Linked DNA regions of Hordeum vulgare: region 2 is linked to region 1. The links are chromatin contacts, called in public Hi-C maps. All regions are on one chromosome and are shown on one strand. The core of a region is the stretch at or near the end of the contact, and the rest is flanking DNA. Distances in the headings are between cores, read along the strand shown.

Evidence for each region. Hi-C and Micro-C count contacts between places; a contact is called where the count stands out from the background.
Region 2: a contact with region 1 is called in a Hi-C map of leaf, with 2.5 times the contacts expected there. The contact joins the enhancer-like site here to the promoter of LOC123444409 in region 1. A contact is called at or near these places in 2 of 6 Hi-C or Micro-C datasets (leaf and seedling).

What each region holds. Positions count from the first base shown.
Region 1 is chr3H:486,550,181-486,555,632 of MorexV3_pseudomolecules_assembly, reverse strand. It overlaps LOC123444409 (probable sugar phosphate/phosphate translocator At1g06470), which reads right to left and starts at 2,683. Exons shown (of 12, transcript XM_045121110.1): 1 at 2,059-2,683; 2 at 1,772-1,944; 3 at 164-249; 4 at 26-75. The coding sequence starts at 2,471.
Region 2 is chr3H:486,855,934-486,861,385 of MorexV3_pseudomolecules_assembly, reverse strand. No RefSeq gene overlaps it. Among protein-coding and RNA genes, the nearest start is that of LOC123444411, 46 kb to the right of the region's middle. Within about 2 kb of position 2,060, at least 2 of the 3 cell types and tissues checked have open chromatin away from gene starts, as enhancers often do. A contact at or near this core is called in leaf, where this site is marked.

The DNA.
Region 1 (5,452 bases), core at 1,434-3,933:
AGAAAGAACCAGCAACTGAGCTTACCTGAATAGAAAAGCAAAGAGAAGAATGAAAATTGGAGCCCCAGATTTACACTGCACAATAATTGAAATCCATAAATTAGAAGTCCAAATATTAAGTGAGAAGAGCAGGAAATAATAACTCACATGGAATGAAATGTACCATTGTAGCGAATGTCACAGTAATGAAAACAAACGAAATGTTGGTCAAATTTATATCAAGAGCAGTAGCCAAAGCTGTTGGAACAACTGCAGAAGGAATATTTAAACTGTTATCCATTTAAAGATGATAAACACAATAAGAACGGAAAAAAAATCTGCATATTTGAAGTAGAATAAAAATATATAAGTCCATCCTAAGTCCTAGCCTTCGTTGATTAAATAGATTCATCAAATGAAGCAGTACCAGTAGGTCATGACACAACTCAATTGAAAGTTAATAAAGTGCATCAATTCATCCAGCGAGAGGTGTAGGGCTAAACTCTATTTTGAGCCCACGTGGCTCTATAGCAGCTTTTTTATTTTTATTTTGAGAAGGGCAATATATTAATATCGCGAAGATACCAATTATACCCAGCCTCTGCACCAACAAGATGTATCAAAGACATCCAGGATACACACAGCCCGAAAAAAAAAAGCAAAATAGAAAGGGAAAAAACAAAGGCCTCCCCACAATGATCAACTCCTCTCAGTAGCAACACACAAACCACCACCAAAGACAACATCCGGAAAACAAAAAAAGGTCTCCAAAAGCGACCCCTTTAAGAAAGAAACGGTGCTTGTCGCCCGATCCAAGATCTTAGGTTTTCACCCCGAAGAAAGTTCGAGCTCTCAAAACAATACCTTCAGCAAGGCAATTGCCAGGCACAAACAATGAAGGTCAGGCCATAGGTTTTCACCCTGAAAGTCACGACTCGGCACCCGAGGAGCACCACCAAAAAATGAAATCCTCTAGTGCTGTCGCCCCCACTTCTCACAGCTGCTTCTGAAAGTTATCAAACACCTGGCTGACTCCATCGCCTCCAAGGCCCCCTCTGCCTTACTGATCCTTCGATTTCAGCCACCATGACTTTCTCCATTGCTGTCTAAGCCATGGAATCGAGATACCGACATGTCCCATGGTGTCAACAAACAAACAGAGTTTCGCGCCGCATCCTCATGGAGCCGTGTAGGCTGATATGGACGCGCACGACAGAATTCGATCGGATCCAGATATCCTTGGGCAAGATCTCCGGTGGCAGTTCCGGAACACGTTGACGGCCAAATCGAGAAGGACCGATCATGCAGATTGTTACCATGATGCGACAAGAGCACTAGGACCGCCACCACACCGCTGGTTCCAACGCGCTGACGCCATTGCTACGACAGCGGAGGACAACGCTCTATAGCAGCTTGGATGCACATGCAACACACCAGTTGAATTTTACTTCTATCCTTGACCTTATGTTGATAACTTATGATGATCTAATTTAGTGAGTCATGTTCTGTAAATTGGCCAATGGTGGTTTCTGCGTCTGCCCCCACCCATGAAAAAAAGCGACCAGCGGATGCTCGGTGCTTTACAGCTGAGCTCGAACTGAAACATACCCTTCTTTTAACACTATTACTCTATATGTATATCCCACAGAAGTGCAGAATGCACGATGTTTCTATTACCAATTATAGGTACCAAACGATGAAATTTCCAGGGCACTTGTTCTGACAGAATGTAAGTACCAAACTACTCATTTAAGCATTGGGCAACATGATTTTGAAAAAATACAGTTGCTACCTCGCAGAAAGTAATCTTTCCATGACATTGGATTACGCTCTGCCTCCATGCCCCGTTGCTGGAACCACACGATCACCCTCGAGGCAACAGCCTGCATGGTGAAATGCACCGTGTTCATCAGGAACGGAGCAGGGAACTTCCACATGCGCTTCCCAAGCATCTCCTTGTTATACCTGGCCACACGCACAAGAGCACGCAGAGAACACTAGCATCAAACGCGTGCCCGGCAGGCAACAGCTCCTCTGAGCATCCGCGCACAAATATAACGAGAAAAACGCGTTACTCACAGCGTCAAGCAGGTGCTCAGCGTGTACCAGCTCGCTATCAGAAATATAATCTTGGCGATTAGCCAGGGGGAGACCGGGAGGCTGTCAGATCCCGCCGCCGCTCCTGCCTCGATATCCATCGGCAAGCGGTGGGCGGCGGCGGCGGACGGCAGAAGCGGCAGCTCGAACTCCTCCGAGTCATCGTCGCTCGGTGCAGAGGCCGGCGAAGCGGCTCCGGAGTGGGCATTGGACGCCGCGGATGGGTCCTTGCACCACCGCGAGAACGACGGCTCCCTGCGTATCCCTCCCGGCTTCCTCTGCCCGCCAGCCAACACCTGCGGCTCCGCGGCGCTCTCCGCGGGCTCGACGGGGACTTCCGGAGCGTCCTCTTCCTTCGGGTGGGCGTGGCCGTTCTCCACGGCGCAGTCCCCCATGGGCGCTGCTGCAGGTGGCGTAAGGCTCTAGAAAGGCTTGGATCTGGGCGGCGCGGATCTCATCGGCGGCGGCGGCGAAGCCGCGGCGAAGTGGGGTTTGCAGCTAGCCTGCGGGATTTCGGTAGCAGGTCAAAATCTAGCACCGCGTGACGACGACTTCCTGCACGGGGGTTATGCTTGCAGCTTCCTCCGTCGGCTGGTACCGGTAGCTTTGCTTGCTTGCGGCAGAGGAGGGCGATGTTTTTTCTCCCTCCCTCTTCCTTTTCGCCTCGCACATGAAAATGCTTTTTATCCCGTTTCGAAGAAAAAAATGGTTTTTACTAGTAAAAAGGCTCGTGCGTTACAACAGGTGAACAACAAAAGGTTAAAATTTACAACCTAAAATAAAACAATTTAAATTCAATAAAATTGCATCAATGTACCATTAATTTTACAAATCAATAATTAATTAAGAAAACCCATGCAAGAAGGCCAAGAACAATAGAGATTCGATTTTTGACCTCCAAGGAAAAAGAAATAGATCGACGAACAAAATGGATCAATAATATTTATTGATGTAGACATTCAATATGCCATTCTCATAATACGGTTAAAGTTATGATCCCAAGAAAATGTTCCTCCTTTAATTGTGCATCCATCTCAAAAATCTTGATTCACATATAATAGGAAGGTAGACAGCTCGTTATACCTAAAAACATAAATATCTATATAAACAGGTACAAAGCAATGTAAAGAAGCGAGGAGAGGCTAATTAGTAAAACTAATTGATCTTTTCCCTGAGGCTCAATAGCATCCGTGATACGATAACGAGCCGATGCACAAAAATAAAAGTGTGTGTGCTAAAATTTCAATCATTATGTAAATCAACGCGAATGGACCAAAAAACTTGAGAATTCTGCCTTTCTTTATTAAAACTCTTCCCTACACAAGAACCCCTCAAAATGAATCTAAGAAAATATAGTTGCATCGTCCACGTAAAGACCCATGACATGTCGAGGTCCCAAAGAAATTTATATAAACCAATGGTCAAGTGTCCCAAGGACACTCGATACAATCGTCTATCTACTTAGAGCTAACCCATCACAACATCATCTTGCACGTGTTTTTTTTACAATATGCATGTCCAGCATCCGTTTAATTTGCCCATTGAGCATTATGCTCCTCTCCAATTTAATTAGGTAGCGCACCGATTTGCATTGGCACATATGCATGTCTCCTTTATCAGCTCCGACCGTAACAGTACTCGGTCCATAAAAAAAGTAATTAAGATAGCCATCTACCTGATGGTAGTACGTAGAGCGACATCCAGCAGCTTCTAATTGGTTTGATTAAAAGAAATAGTAATCTCTCCCATGGACGTCCGCCGCCTCCCCTTGCTCTGATCTGCGCCCCGTCGAACTGCCATGGACGACCGACGCCTCCTACTGGTTATGAGTCGGCGCCATGGCCTACCTCATGCCGGTGTTGTGCTTCTAGCAGTCGTTGCTGGCCTTCTCCTTGCCTCTTGTTGATTTCTTTTTCCATCTCCTGATTTCCGATGCTGCTTCCTCTTTGTCGTTGCTGAGTTTAATTTCTTCAGGGACCGTTTGCCGATTTTTTTCCCTTTCATTCGTTTCCTTCCTAATTTCAAGGCCGCTTGTTGATTCTCTAGGTCGTACCTATATAAACCAGCGAGATTAGATGTAAAGAAGCAAGGTGGGATTATTTTGACTATAACTGTAGAAAGAACCCTCCTCTAGCGCATGTATTTTTAAAGCCCAACAGTCCAGCTATGTGGGCCGAGGCCCGTAGATTAGAGCGAGGGACGACGTATAAAATCAGACAAACAACGACAATGTATCGAGCGAGGAAAATTGATGGTGTATCAATTAGTACCACCTCACATATCTAAAAAATCATCTACGATACGTCAAAAAAATTAATTAAACGGGACGAAACCAAAAATATCACCTTGCTTTATTAGGTACTAGGAAAAAAGGTACTAGGAAAAGAGCCCGTGCGTTGCACCGGGTATAAAATCTATACTGCCAAAATTAAATAAGAAACAATAGAAAAAATGCATTAGCACTTATATATGTTCTCATCTCTTTATAAATGTATACAATTAAAAGATTGCCATGCAAGACTCTTTGAGGTGCTCGTAAGATAGAGAGTATGTGTGTATGTGTGTGTACATGAGTGTCTACGTGTGTACCATGTCTAATTGGCACGTCTGAGTCAATGCTGGACTTGCTAGGTTGTTAATTAGCTAGTCATGTGAGCATTGATCACTTGCCCATACTACGATTCTATTTTGTGAAATAAGCAACATGCATGCATGCATTGCATGTGGGGAGTTCACCCGCAATGGGGTGTTTGGAAAGCATACCTGAGGAAGGCGCTGTTCTTGACGGCGGGCACAGGACACGGAAATTTGATGTCGTGCGCTCCGTCTTGCACGCTGGGCGGTATCACCCGCGTCGGACTCCCATGCCCCAAGTCTACCGCGTCCGGAGGACTATGTTAGCAAACTCACTGGGCATAAATCTGAGGTAACATTCCCCTGACTATTCATATAATATGGCATGTCATGTACGTACATCATTACAATGCTTAACCTGTCTGTCCTATGTTTGAATTATCCTATTGGTGTTCCATTTTGCAATTTCAGATAATTTATAATTTACTCACAAATTTCTAAATTTCTCAGGTCTGTGGGCTCAGGTGGTCTTATGATAACCGTCAGCTTGCGTCTGGTGGAAATGGCAACAAAGTAAGATTTGTCTCCATAAGTTTCCATCACAGTAAAGTGCATGGCATATGGTTTCAAGATCTTGTTTTCTTCTGCTCATACTATTTTCTTTTTTTTCTTTTACCAACTTTTTGTTTGGAATCAACATTCGGTACAGCCAGTGCTGAAGTATACTGAGCACACAACAGCTGTCAAAGCTATTGCCTGGTCACCTCATCTACATGGCCTTCTTGCATCTGGCGGAGGAACT
Region 2 (5,452 bases), core at 811-3,310, 310 kb before region 1:
TTCAACTATATAAAAGAAGTTCGCATTTTCAAAATTGTTCTAGATTTTACAATTGTTCTCACTTAAAAAAAGTTCTGAATTTCAAAAGTTATCCTTGATATCAAATTTTGTTCACCGATTGAAAAAATATTCATGTATACCAAACCTTTTTTGTAATTTTGAAATTTTTTCATTATTTCCAAAATATTCACGTTTTAAAAAATGTACTAGAATTAGAGAAATGTTCGGTTTTCAAATATTGTTCAGAATGTTGAAATATGTTGCATTTTTAAAGTTTTTTTTAAACCTTCGAAAAATGTTCACCTTTTCAAAACATGTTCAATAATTTGAAATTTCTGTATAATTCTAAAATATGCTGAGAATTTTTGAAAATTCTTCGCGTTTGTTTAATAAAGTGTTTAAAATTTGAAACACTGTTTGGAAATTTTGAAGTAATGTTCAGTTTATTTGGCTAAATTTAGTTCTTTCGAGTTTTCTCTGGTCCTTATGTAAGCAATCCTTGATAGGTGCGCTGGTTAGCCAGATACATGTATAACTAGTTGTTCGGTGTTCGAATTCCAGCTCGGTTACTTCTAATTTTGCCCATTTTTTTCATCCGACAGCTTGCTTCAATTCAACTCGAATAGGCCAGCCAAGTCTGGCGCGCTTATGCGAAGTGACGTCTATTTGCCACAGGATGCGGCGAATAGGGGAACACCCTATTTTACGCTCTTTGGGTCAAATAGTTGAGCAAATACACAGGAGCGAGATCAACTGGGCCAGCCCATCTCCCTCTGCATGCAGTTTTGTTTTTTCTTTCTTTGTCTTTTTTTCTGTTTCTTGTTTTACGTTTTTTTTACGTTTTTCTGTTTCTGTTTCATTTTTTGCTTTTTTCTATATTTATTTTTATAAACTAAGTTCATGTTTGAAAATCGTTTTTGAAATTCATAAAATATTATTGATTTTATCAAAATGTTCTAAATTTCCAATAAATGCCGTTTTTCAAAAATATTCATAACTTTAAAAAATGTACGGGATTTTACAAAAATGTTCGACATTTTCAAAAAATGTTCGCGATTTTAGTAAAATGTTCCTTTTTTTGGAAAATATTACTGTTGCTATTTCTTCTTTTCATTGCTTTAACTCGTAACAAGTTTAGCTTTTTTATAAAATGTGTTTATTTTTCAAAATTTTCGTCTTTCAAAAATTGTTCTCGTATCAAAAATACTGCAGGTATTTTCAAAAAATATTTTTTTCATAACTTGGTCAGAGTTTTCAAAAAATGTTCTTGGTTTCAAATTTTTATGAAAAATGTTGTTGTTTTACGAAAAACGTTTCTCTTTTATATTTGGAAATGTTCATGAAATTTAGAAATTTTATTTCATTTTCTAAATATGTTTTTTGTTTTCAAAAAATGTTTGTGCTTTGGTGAATTTCTAAATAGTTGATTGATGTTGAAAAAAAATCGTTGGATTTAACACGCTCACAGATTTAAAAAAAATCATCAATTTTTTAAAAATTATGAATTACTGAAAATAGTCAGCCAGTTTTAGAAAATCGTCAAATTTAAACAAAATCATCATTTTTTAAGTAAAACATTGAATTTGAAAAGGTTCATACAAATTGAAAAACAATCCATTAAATATGAAATAATTCATTTTATTTTAAAAAATGTTCATCAAACTTGAAAAAGTTTGAGCATTTAAAAAATGAAGAAGGAAAAAATCAAAGAAAAAAAGATTATAGAAAAAGTTGTAGAAAGAAAAACTTGAGACCATCTGCGAACCGCAAGATATTGGATTGGGAATCTTCCAAAAAAGGAGGCTTTTAGCGAACCAAAAATGTATAAAACAAAAAAAGGAAGTAACAAGTCACTTGTGGTAGGTCGTTCTAGTGGCTACTGTGGTTTAGACCAGAGGAATAGATAGCATGTCCGATCCGCCGCACACACCTTTTTTATAGTTTTACTGTAAAAACATGAAAAGGCAAATGGCTTGGGCCAACGTACGGGGAGTGTGTGCGTCCGTTTGCAAATTATAGAGTGGCGGGTGCTAAAGGCGTCAAATAGAAAATGCCCTTGATACGGTGGTCGCGAGGGAATTGTTTCCTTTTTTAAGATAGGCTTGAGTGGCCCAGCTCGACGTCCAATGGGCTTCATAAGGACCCTACCATTTTTCTCTCTTCTTACTGAAGGCGTGTTGCAAAGGAAAAATGATATATCTCGTTGGTGCGGATCCTACTCCAAATCGATTCCAACCCCGATTCCGTATTGATATCCAGCCTCGATTTCTTTTGCCTATATAGATTGGGGAGGTCCTATTCGCGGGACCTCCTATTAAACGCATTCTGCGTCCAATAGGGTACCTTCGCACATGCAAGCCACTGGGCCGCCGCCGCTAGCAAGGCGACTAGGCTCGCCCAGGTAGCCAGCTCGTCTCTTTTTGCTTTTTATTTATTTATTTTCCATTTTCCTTTTTTGTCTTATTATTTATTTTCTATTGTGTTTCTCTTTCTCTTTTTACTAAAAGTTTTTATATTGTGAATTTTTTTGAGTTTCTGAAACTTAATCACGTTGTATTTACAAACAAAAAATATAAATGGAGTTCTATTGGAATTTCCAAAAACACAACAAATGTGCAAACTTTTTTAATTCATGGTTTATTTTTTGCCTTTATTATTTTTCATGCATTTAAAAAAAACAGTTGACTAGTCAAATGGTCAATAACAAAGGTCCAATGAGATCGGACCCTCAAAAATGCAATGGGGCCCAATCTTCTTGGACCGGCCCACAAACGGAGGCGCGTGGACCTTCTTTAGACTCTTAAAGCGTCGAACACGAGCTCCGGTATCAATGCCTATTATTCCAAAAATGTTATCTAGGGAATATACGTTTTTCAACGAACTAACTGACGACCGTTGGATCAAAAACATGAATCCTCAAGCACTCTAAGTTGCCACGTTAGAAAATCCAACCATTTGCTCGGAACGTGCCCGAAAAGGATGCACCCGCGCCCACTCCCTACAAAAGCGTCGCCCCCTCCCTCATGCTATCCCTAATCCCTTTCATTGACTTGCAAAAAGCGAGTGCGAGAGTTAGGGGGGAGGGGGTCTGGCGACCGTGATGGGGACAATGCTCGGCACCCGTTGTGCCAGATTCCACGCCTAGCTAAGTGCTCCTCCTTGTTGCATCTCGACGACTTTGGGAAGCATTTCATGCTCCACCTCTGTGACGTCGTGCGGTCACACGGTGTTGGTGGCGCCTCCGTCGATGACAAGCAACCCCCTGAGTTGGCTGAGGTGTATTTCTTGTAGTCGTGGTAGGCCATTACTGACGACGTCGTCTCGCCGTCAGTGTCGTAAGCTGATCCATAATGTCACCCCTTTTGAGAGTCACCTTCGTCGTTGTTGGGGTTCACAAGTTGCGGAGATGAGAAGCTCCACGCGAGTTACTTGACAACACACCTGCACCCCCACCTCCCGCGACCTCATGGCGGTGTATGAGCCGAGTCCCCCTATATCTATTTTTTCGGAGATGAATTTTGCATTTTAGCTACGGATATTTGAATGTCTACTTCAACCAATTCACAAAACGTGTCAAATTCACTAAAATGTGTTTGTGGAAACTTAAAATGGTGAAGATGTGATACTAATTAAGATATATGGCAGTTTTGTAGGGGAATTTGTAGAAATTATTTTTAAGCCCAAATGGTGTGCAACTCGAACATTATTATTCCCATGGTATATCGTGTAATTGTTCCATATAGTATCATGCCATTTGTAGAGAATTTTGGTTTTGGGTATATGGCATTTTTTTGGTAAAGTGATATGTTGCGATGGAAACTCAAATATAGTGTCATGTCAAGTCATTCAACATAGTGTCATGACATTTTTCACTCAACATGGCATTTTTTGTATTCTATTCTTTAGCTAGCGCTTTTTGACTAGAGTTTCTTTTTTTTTGCTTTAATTTTCTCAGTGAACTTTGAGTACAACATGCCATATATTTTGAGCTGCATGTAGTGGAAATTTAGTTTTTAGACACTCGACATGGCAATCTACAAACATAATATCCAGTTTATATAGTTGGCATGGCTAAATTGAAAAGGCCTTTTTTCTGTTTGTGATGTTCTTCAGTTTTGCCTTGGAATATAAGATGAGCATGGCAAATCAAATATTTTTCACAAAATTTGTTCTTAATAAACTACAACATGGGAATTTCATAAGACTATATAAAGGCACTTTTTTTATGTTGCATGACATTTCTTTGAATGAACATTTCGTGTGATGTTCTTAAGTTTTGTCATGGCATATTTTCCAATGAGCATTTCAAATCAAACATTTTTCCTAAATCTTGTTTTCATATACTACAAAATGGCAATTTTGTAAGACTATATCAAGGCACTTTTTTGTATGTTGCATGATCTTTCATTGAACTTAACAGGACAATTTTTTGAATATGCCATTAAGTTCAAATAAAATTCCATGGACATACGCCACATTTTCCATGGCATTTTTATTTATTTTTCATAAAAAAACACCATTGCATGCAACATAACTTAAGATAAAATGTATTTATTTTCTATTTTGGAACAGGCAACATAACTTATTTTTTTTGTTTTATTCTTTAGAGCATGGCATTTGATAGAGAACAAATTTTCTTTTCTAATCTTGCCGTGTGAAATTTTTAGGTACCTTGGAATTTTTAGTACTTTGACCATGTCATTTTTTGAAGTAGACCATGACAGTTTCAATTTAGGTCGCATTATATTTTCTTTTTCTTTGATATAAATTTTATTAATTTAAATATGGTAATTTGTGCTAGCTACCATGGCAACTTTAGTAATTAGACCACGACATTTTTATTAAATAGACATGGTATATTCAATCTAGATAGCTTGCCTTTTTTATTTCTTTAGAGCATGGAAATTTTACAATTGGACCATGACATTTTTAGTAGACCATGAATTTTTAATTTAGATAGCATGGCATTTTATTCTTTGGAGCACGACCATTTGTTAGTTAAATCGGGCCAATTTCCTTTGCCTTATAACTTTTTTCATTTTAATATATATGATGATTGTCGACTTGTGTTAAACTTTTTCAACAAGTCTATTCCTTTGTCAATCTTGTAGGAATGTTTTTGACATATTCCGATGGGAAATTGTGCAGATTTTGTTTTCCAAATATGATGTTACAATTTGTTTACCATTGTGATAAGTTACACTTTTTCCAACAAGTTTCCATGTGATCATTTACATAATTCAAAACAATTTACCATTTCCTCGCATTTCTATTCTCTATTTTTCATATTCACATCCATGCATTATTTTTTAAACTTTCTCATGTCTAAATTAAGAATTTTTAGCAACTTAAAATGCATTGTCTTTTTTGGTATTTTTTAATCATGAGTTGAGATTAAGAGCTGAACTCTAGGAGTTCGTGTTGGTGAACGTCGCATGGGAAACAAAAATTT